3 separate regions of the Rattus norvegicus genome follow, and all the other regions are linked to region 3. The links are chromatin contacts, called in public Hi-C maps. All regions are on one chromosome and are shown on one strand. The core of a region is the stretch at or near the end of the contact, and the rest is flanking DNA. Distances in the headings are between cores, read along the strand shown. Region 1 overlaps Tspan5 (tetraspanin 5). Region 2 holds the start of LOC134485690 (CRACD-like protein). Region 3 holds the start of Metap1 (methionyl aminopeptidase 1).

What was found. Hi-C and Micro-C count contacts between places; a contact is called where the count stands out from the background.
Region 1: a contact with region 3 is called in a Hi-C map of frontal cortex, with 4 times the contacts expected there. The contact joins the enhancer-like site here to the promoter of Metap1 in region 3. A contact is called at or near these places in 6 of 12 Hi-C or Micro-C datasets (the A7r5 cell line, Schwann cells, frontal cortex and 3 more).
Region 2: a Hi-C map of frontal cortex shows a contact between it and region 3, with 1.9 times the contacts expected there. The contact joins the promoter of LOC134485690 here to the promoter of Metap1 in region 3. A contact is called at or near these places in 2 of 12 Hi-C or Micro-C datasets (Schwann cells and frontal cortex).

Annotation. Positions count from the first base shown.
Region 1 is chr2:230,138,948-230,141,892 of GRCr8, reverse strand. It overlaps Tspan5 (tetraspanin 5), which reads right to left. Exons shown (of 8, transcript NM_001004090.2): 8 at 2,881-2,945. Among named protein-coding and RNA genes, the nearest start is that of Tspan5, 170 kb to the right of the region's middle. Within about 2 kb of position 1,577, at least 54 of the 93 cell types and tissues checked have an H3K27ac peak or open chromatin away from gene starts, as enhancers often do. A contact at or near this core is called in the A7r5 cell line, Schwann cells and liver, where this site is marked.
Region 2 is chr2:229,966,105-229,969,206 of GRCr8, reverse strand. LOC134485690 (CRACD-like protein) reads left to right here and starts at 1,638. Exons shown (of 3, transcript XM_063282750.1): 1 at 1,638-2,639. The coding sequence starts at 1,638. The coding sequence ends at 2,213. It overlaps Tspan5 (tetraspanin 5), which reads right to left and starts at 1,631. Exons shown (of 8, transcript NM_001004090.2): 1 at 1,546-1,631. The coding sequence starts at 1,626.
Region 3 is chr2:229,696,385-229,699,355 of GRCr8, reverse strand. Metap1 (methionyl aminopeptidase 1) reads left to right here and starts at 1,626. Exons shown (of 11, transcript NM_001106476.1): 1 at 1,626-1,824. The coding sequence starts at 1,711.

The DNA of each region.
Region 1 (2,945 bases), core at 328-2,827, 440 kb before region 3:
CGATGCAGGGCGACTGTTGCAAGTTTGAAGGCAGCTTGAGATACAGAACAAGGGATATCAGGCCTGTTGGGGCTAGTTAAATAGACTGTGTTAAAGCAAGAACCAAAACAAGATAGAAATCTTGTTAGACCAGGGTTCAGTTCTCCCCCCAAAAAGAGAAATTCTCAAATCAAAGCTAACTCCACTAGATCTTCAGTCAGTCTTGTTTTTGGAGGGAAGTTCAGGAAAGGCTGTTCCCTTTGTCCTGTGCACTTAGTGTTGAAGACCTGAGGTGCAATTTAGGACCTGGGTCTTGGCTCACACAAAATCCTCAAGTTCTGTGTCTTGGGAGAGGGAGTGCAGCTTATCATGCCGCCTCCCCCAGGATAGGTGCCTGGAAGACATAGCACCCCCACAGTGGCCGACGAACACTTGGCGGCAGAGGGCATCATCTAGAAACTGCATCTGAGACCCTACAGGAGGGCAGGGCCAGCTCCCACCAGGCCTGCCAAACCCTGCTGCAACAAGGTGATAAAACGCTAGTGGCAAGATCGGCGCTTAGATATTGAAGGGAACAAGATGTTCCGTTCCTGGGTTCCCAGAATGAGATCCAGCTTTCAGGACTGGGAAGTAGGAACGCACCTACCCTCGCTCACTTGCTCGCTCGCTAAGCACCTGCCCTCAGCCCAAATCCATTTCCCAACACTGGAGCACAGCTTGGATCTGCAAGGAACCTCCCTTCCAGCAGCAGCCAGCTGTGCTTCTTCATGGCTGACACTAGAGGGCAGGCTACTAAAACTTTCCCGTTCTAATGGGCGCACAAGCTCTGGGAGAAGAGGCCCACATGGGTAGCTTGTTTTGCTGGACCCTGGTTCTTTGTGAAATTCATGCATGCCATGTAAAACCATGGCTTCGACGGCTCTTTTAGTTTTTAAAGTACATTTACTTTAGTCCTCGTTTCGAGGGGTGAAAGACCAGGGTGTCCGGCTCAGGCAAACTGGGAGCGGACAGATCAACTTTGGGGCAAGTTTATAAGGAAGCAGCAAGCCTCCAGGGGGAACCAGTTAATTCCGCAAACGGAGAATGTCCTAAAACGCCACACTGTGATAGATTCTGCTGCTATGGCCAGTCTTTCAAATAACAAACAAACAAACAAACAAACAAACAAACAAACGGCTAAGGGAACATTAAAGATGGCTTTGGTACCTTCAGAGTTTAGTTTCTGTTCCCTGCTTCCTGTGTCCAAACCCAGGAACGTCTGACTACTGTGCCCCTAGTCGTGTTTCCACTAGAGTCACAACTCAGCCCCGCCTACAGCTACATTTGCTGTATTTACTTTCCATTTGCTGAGTGTGGACAGCGTCTCACTCTGCCCTGGCGTGCTGGCCACCGTAGCCAGTGTTTATGGAGAGGTTCCCAGTCCTTCCTCGGAGGTCTGCACAGATTTCCCAAGAGACGGAACAAGCACCAAAGTACAAATGGCAAAGCTTGCTGAAGAGGGCCTGCCAGGTCACTGGGCTCCGACCCTCATTGTCCGGCCCACCCGCTTCCCAGGGCTCTTCTCCAAGAGAGCCGGAAACAGGCGCTGGGAGAGCCACACTGCAAAGTGATTCCGTTCCTGCCCACACAAACCCCAGCCCCCAGTGGTCAAATGCTTTTCCAAAGAAGTGAAAGCTTGCTCAGTCACTTCTAAGAAACTGCTGGAGGGGAGGCAGCCTGGGACCTGGGGCAAGAAGCAAGCCCAAAGAAATGTAAAGGGTGTTATCCCCTAGGGAAAGAGATGGGTTTCATCCACTCTCTGATGAGAAGTTCTGGCCTTTACTATTCTTTTTATGAACAGTCAGTTTTAAATATATATTATGAGGCAATCTTTGTGGGAATCAATGAACAATGGAAATTAAAAAATAATAAATTAGTAACCTTCCCCAAAGTTCATGCTCTTCCCAAGGACAAAACGTCTGCTAGTTCTGAGCCTTATAAACAAAGCATCTTTGTAACTATAACCTCTCCACTGCTGGCCAGAGCATGGAGGGACTAACCAGGCCCCAGACCATCAGATAAGAAGAGTCATCATCAGGGCTTGCCCATCTTGAGTTTACCAAGTTTCTTTAAAATCAAAATACTTCTGTTTTCTCTATCCAGGGAAGTGAGGCATTTCTCAAGTTCTCGGGACACACTGTCCTGTGTGGTCTTCGAGTACTACATGAAATGGAAGCTTTTCCTTCCATTTGTCTCTAAAAGTATCCTGGACAATACAAAGATGCTTACGCTGTTTTTTTCCCAGTGGGTTAACATGACGGTTTCAAGGGATTGCTGGCAATTGCTTTCTTACAAAAGCTGTAACTTTTATCTACATCCACTGTGTATTCAATGTTCATAGAGCATACACACCACACACCACACACACACACACACACACACACACACACACACACACACACACACACACACACACACACAAAGAGCCCAGAATGGCAGAGTCTGTGTTTTGTAAAGTTCCTGAGGCATCTGTAGAGGGCAACCCTTGAGACAGAGATGAGAACCTACCTGCAGGTTGCTTTGTCCATCTACATTTAGCAGTTCAAGGACTTAGCCCCTACAACCGCAAGTTCCCCTCCCAGGACTGATCGGTGTTCCTAAAAACCAATGTGTGGTCTCATCAGCATCTTAGGAATTCCCCAGTGCAAGTCCTTGAGCCCCACCCTGACTCACCTCCTTAGAAATTCTGGAAATGATGGTGGTTTCAGGAACATGGGATTGAACGTGAAGTTTCAGGCACACTAAACATGAGCGGTCCCCCTGGCCCAGGCCTTTTTGTGTTTTAAGGAGCCATTCCAGAGCATTTTACAATAGCTAGCCTCTGAGAAGTGATTCAGAAATGTAAGACAATGAGATCCCACGTAAGGTAGAACCGAGTTTATTAATGACAGCTTTTATTACAATCACTCTCGAGTGTAAAAAATAAA
Region 2 (3,102 bases), core at 389-2,888, 270 kb before region 3:
AGTGCAGGGGAGGGGGGGGGGCTCCCAGGAATCATTTATTACCATTGACACAAAAAAACAAAACTGCCTATGAATGACTGTATATGGTATTTATTCCCACACTCCCTCATCAATCTGGTCCAGTCCTGAGGACAGATGACACGCTGACACAAAGTCCACTTGCTTTCCTTTCAAAAACACACACAGCCACTCTGAGAGAAAATAAGCGGGTGAGTGAGGTGGGGGCGGGGAGGGTTCAGAACATAGGCATATCTACAACTATTCTCACAGTTGTGTGTGTCTACGGCAAACAGCCACAATTAAGGGGAGTCCAGATTAAAACGTTCTGGATTCAGACCACTGGATCATTTGTTTACCTCGCAGAAACTTGGGGATATCCCCCACGGACGGCCACCATCTTTACCTCCCACGGAGAGAGGGGTGCCAGGGAGGAAGGCGACCGGATGGGAAGAGGTGGGCTGAAAAATAACATGGTCTGCCAACCAGTGCCAACCAACCAACCAACGAACCATTTCCCCCCTTGTCCTAGAGAACTCTTTGTCTGGTTGCTGAACACGTTTGTAAGGTCGCAGTAAAGAACCAAAACAAAAGAGTAGGGTCCCAACCTGATTACAATAGGCGCCCCGCACAAGGCAGTGCCAAGCAGAGCACGGTTTGAAGCCGGTGTGCAAGCAGCGGCTCACCTGCTTAGCCAGTAAAACAGGTCTTCCACACCTTCTCTCCTTTGCATGTCTCCGAGGGTTCCTAAAACCCGGCCCGCTGTGTGTCACCCCTTTAAAGAGGGAAGACGTGAGGCACACGCACGCCGAAACATATGTTGACTGATGACTAGTTATTCCACAAGGATACACAGAGAAATAAATCCCTCCACCCCTCACGCCCACTTGGCCAGCCCATTATGCAAAGGGAGCGCTTTACTGCCGGAGAGGAGCATGCAGGACGTGTTATTTACGTGCACATTACAGAGCCACACACCACGGCATCTGCATCCTACACAAAGCCGGAGATGGTGCAAGGAGATACACGCTGAGCACGGCACAGACCAGCCGCGGCAACACCGAGCCAAGCCCTCGGCCAATCAGATCGGCTCTGGAAGGTGGATCTCGGGGTCGGCTCTGCCCGATTAGCCTGCCCCATTATGACACCACGCTCTGCCCAACATCCAGATCCCACGGGAAGCAAATCTAATCCGTGTGCTCCCTCGTTTCTCAAACTGCCGAGCCGTCCTCCCATCTGTACCCAAGCTATTCGCCCCACACACACACCCCCGAAAAAAAAAGAAAGAAAAGAAAGAAAAATGCCACCCTAAGGCCTGGCTGCCCCCTGCCCGGCTCGGTTCCTCTTTTCACCTCCTCCCGGTCCTGGAAAGGATGAAGTGTTTTTCTCTCCCATGCTCGAGCCGGGAAGGCGGAAGGTAGACGCCTCTCGCCGCGACTGGGGCAGGCGCCCCGGGGGCGGCGAAAAGTAAAGGCAGCGACCGCGGCGAGGGACCGTCGCCCACCCACCCTCCACAACACTTGGAAGCCCAGGAGCGCTCCAACTTACCCAAAATATGACATTGAAGCCAAAAATGAAGTATTTGATGCAACAACTGACTTCAGGACCCTTGTAGTGCTTCCCGGACATCCTCTGGGTTCATGAAGACACTTGCCCCGCCAGCCCGAGTTTGGAGCCCCGGAGCACCGCGGCTCGGAGCAGCCCGGCGAGCAGTGGGGCACGCGGGGCTCAGCCGCGCGGACCGAGCGGCTCCGGCACCTCCAGCCGCGGGCCTCCGAGGCCGCCGGGGCGCGGTGGCCGCAGCCTCCGGGAATGCTCGTCGAACCGGCGCGGAGCACAAAGCGGGAGCTCCGCGTCCGTGCGCCAGGCGGCGGGTCCGGCGCTCGGTCCCCGGGCTCCGGGCAAAGGCGGCCGCGCAGATGCCGGCGGAGACGCTGCCCGCCGCCCGCTCGCGCGCCTCCCACCGCTCGCTCCTCCCGCCGCTCGCTCCGCCCGCCCCGGCCCGCAGCTCCGCCCGGCGCCTGGGTCGGCGAGGCGCGCGCGCGCTCGACTCGTGCTCGGGAGCTCCCGAGAGGCGGCCGCACGACGCAGCCGCGCCACCTCTGTCGCGGTCCGCGTGTCCCTCTGTTTCTTCGCCTCCTTGCTCCCCGCCCCTTCTTCCCGATCCTCTAGCCGCCGGGAGAGACAAGGGAGCACCCCTCAGCGCGCTGATTTAGAGGAGCCAGGGTAGAAGGACCGACCCTGGTGGATGAGCTACGGATCCTTTTCTCGGCCACCAGCAGCTCTGGAGGGACCCTTAAAAAGAGAGTGGCTTCGGGGTATGAGGACTGGGTGAGCGCCCGCCTCCTAACACACACGCGCGCTCACACAGACACACAGAGACAGGGTCCTCTAGCTATCTAACCACACCGACCTCCTCCTCCTCCTGCTGCTGCTGCACTATGAGGAAGAGCGGACGCCTTGCCACCCAACAGCAGAGTAGAGTGTCGCGGGTGGGCTTTGTTGAGGTGTTCAAGATGGATCTAGGCCGTTAAAGAAGAGAGAATTGGGGAGTGGGCATCTCAAAGGATACTCTCAATCCCTCCAAGACCAACCCACTCTTCCCAACGGCCAAAGAAATGAACCTCATCCTGCAAATGGAGGTGAGAAAGGGGAACTGGCCCAGAGGAGTCCTGACCCAGGTTCTCATCCAGAGCACGAACTTCTTCCCACCGTTGATGGATATTGTCTAAGGAATATAACTGCTTTCTAACTGAGGAAGCGATCCAGGAGTTACATACAGGACTGTCTTCCTCTGGGAAATGCCAATTGGGTTTGTAGATACAGAGCACTTCAACCTCTGGGAGAGAACAGAACTTAGAGGGAGGAAACTTTGAGAAGGCGGGGGGGGGGGGGGGGGAGCACATGTACCTAGCAGTTATGTGTGTATATTCTTCGGGCACTTTGCACAAGTGCAGGGAAACGGGCACCAGGGTTTTGTAGGAAGAGAAGAAAGGGTAGCTTTCTAGGGGAATTTGCTTAAGTCTTCAGATATCCATGGTAGAAAAAGGTAAGAATTTCCAGAACCACCCAGGGAGACTGGGCCCAAAATTTGCGTGTTTAAGA
Region 3 (2,971 bases), core at 377-2,876:
TGCAGAGTTTTAGCCACCACAGGATTGCTGCTATTGAGGCAGCTCAATCCAAAGATAACCTATTTGATGCACAATGAAGAATGACGGCAGGAGAATACTAGCCATCTTCGTCTTCTGTAATGAAACCACGATGCTTAAGAGCAAATATGGTGAAAGTACGGCGATTCACAGCACACACTGGTCTCCAGCAGTCTCGTCCAGGCAGTGTTTGTTGCTGCCTATGCGGCAGCACCCTCGATGCAGAGTGTACGTGCAGTGGGTTCAGAATCAAGGCTGCAGAGGCCACAACGCACAAGCTGAGTGCTGCCAAAATCTCCAAGCAGTTTGCGTTTAATTTTGAAATAACTTTTGGTTGTTAGGCTTTCAAAAACTTTACTATTCCCAAATACTCTGTGACTCCACATTTAGAAGTCGAGAGCCACAGTTTAGGAAGCTGGGATTTGTTCAGTTACATGTCATATTCAAACATATACACATATGTAGTCACTAATTTCCTCAATGTATACATTTTTATTAGATGTTTTTACAGTGGCTATACAGCAAAAGTTACTAAAGAAAATAAGAGCTTTTCTGGTTTATTAAGGTGGGAAAGATTAGAAAACAACAATAACAACAACAACATCAAAATTCACGGCATTCTTCTAGCCACAAACGCAAGATAGAAAACGGTAGTTCTGTTGTCTACTGATTTTGTGTATTGATGTTTGTATCTGATAAACTCTAAAAGCCTTTTACTCTCCCATTTCTTTTCATTTCTCTTTTGGTTTGGTTCTTGAGACAGGGTTTCTCCTGGTAACCCTGGCTATCCAGGAACTTGTTCTGTAGACCAGGCTGGCCTCCAACTCAGATCTGTCTGCCTGTTTCCTCAGTGCTAGGTTTAAGGCATGTGCCAGCACTGCCTGGGTAACCCCCTCAGCTCTTGATTGGTAGAATTCTCTCAAACTATAAAATCAGATTATAATATATATATATATATATATATATGTATATATATACATATATATATATATATCACTAGTATTGAACAATCTGGCAGTTACTACATTACTGATTTCAATGGCCGGGTGTGGAAAGAAAGGCACGAGGAAGGGCGGACTTCAGTCCCATCTCGGCCCATTGATGATTTTTTAAGAATGAGAGTATTTTTTTCTTTTTGAGGCAGGCACTGACAAAGAGAAGCGGAACTCAGAAAAAGGAAATACTTTCCAAGAAGCGCCAGGTGAACCAACCAGAGGAACCCACGCCCTTCCCAACCACTTGCAAGTCAAGGAAACACGGAAGGCTCAAGAATTTCACCGTCGGAGTCCCGTCGTCACTCCCGAGGCGCCCAGTGGACAGAAGTGGGGTGTGGGGTCTCCGTGGACCCTACGTGGCATCGCCACCGCTGCAAGGCTTTGTGCGGGGAAGGCAGAGGCTGCGGGAGGTTGCGGGAGGCTGCGGGAGGGGCACCACTACGCGTGCGCGGAGAGGGCGGGACTGTCGGGGGTCGGCTGGACGGGAGGGGCGGGACAGCAGGTGAGCGCGCGCTTAGGGGCGGGGCGCTGGGCGCGCGTGCGCGGAGTAGGCGGGGCGCGCTGCGTAGGGGTGGGTCCTACTCCTCCGGGTCCGGCGCTTAGGCCTACAATCTGAGTTCCTCCCCCGGCTGGGTCGCTCTCTCTCTCTCTCTCCCCTCCCTTTGGCGGTTCCTCCCTCCTCCGGCAGCCAGGCAGCATGGCGGCGGTGGAGACACGGGTGTGCGAGACGGACGGCTGCAGCAGCGAGGCCAAGCTCCAGTGTCCCACCTGCATCAAGCTGGGCATCCAGGGCTCGTACTTCTGCTCGCAGGTAGCCGCCCACCCCGCGCCCCTCCGGTCCTCCGCCTCTGGGCCTTGTCGCCTCCCGCTTGGGCCTCGGAGCGGCCCGGGCCTCGGGAGCCGGCCGCCGGGGCTCGCGGGGGCGGAAGCTGACCTGCGGCGGGTTCGGGCCACGCATCCGCGGCCCCGAGGGCGGCCAGGTGTGTGCGCAGGTAGGGACGCGCGGGAACCGGTAGCCCACGACCTCCGCCCGAGCCGGGGTCGGGTCTGGACGCCGCGGGCCGCGCTCCCGGGGCTTCTCTCCCGTGCCTGTGCAATCCCTGTCGGAGACGGAAGCGACCTGCCGGGGCCTCGGGGTGGCCGCAGTCTCCTCCGTAGAGGAAGAGCTAGTTTCAGCCTCACTTCTTTTGTGTTTTACTACCATGCTTTGACATTTAAGCAACTTTGAGTGTAGGCGTGGGGGGGGGGGGGTCTGTGTAATTCATTCTTTTCCGTTGGCATCTTAGATTATTAATTTGAGAACTGGTAAGGTAAAGGGATGAGTCACTTCTTCTATTACTGAAGTTCCTACGGAGTAGAAAGGACAGTTCCCTCAAGGGTTGTGCTTTAAGGCTCCGAGGTGGAAGTTTTTGTGCAAGTGAGCAAACCCAGCAGTGAGTGGGGCCCTGACAGAAGTGTGTGTTTATTGAACGGTATTTGTGTTGCGTTGTGTTTCAAGACTCAGAATAATGGCAAGGCAGCCGTAGATAGTTATTATGCTCTTAGTTACAGTTTGTTGAGGACAAGCGTATAAATACGTTGACAATAAACTGACAGGTTCCTGGGAGATGAGAGTTAATCAATAGTCTAAAGGCTTTGGCATGCTAACTCTTCTGAGATCTTGAGTAAGTGAAATTAATTTCCCAAATTCCAGTGCTACTCTTTACAGACAGAATGAGGATACTTTCCCTTCTGTATTCTATAAGATTGTGCTGACAATAAAATTAAGGAAGACACTGTAGCCCTGTAATTTATGACGTTTTGTTTTTTTAAAGGATTCCAGTACAATTTAATGCTGGTATCTAGATAAAGTTAAATAAGACTAATTATGTCATCAGCTGTAGTGACATATGCCTTTAATCCCAGCACTTGGGAGGCAGGCAGGCAGATCTCTTGAGTTCTAGGCCAGCCTGCTCTAC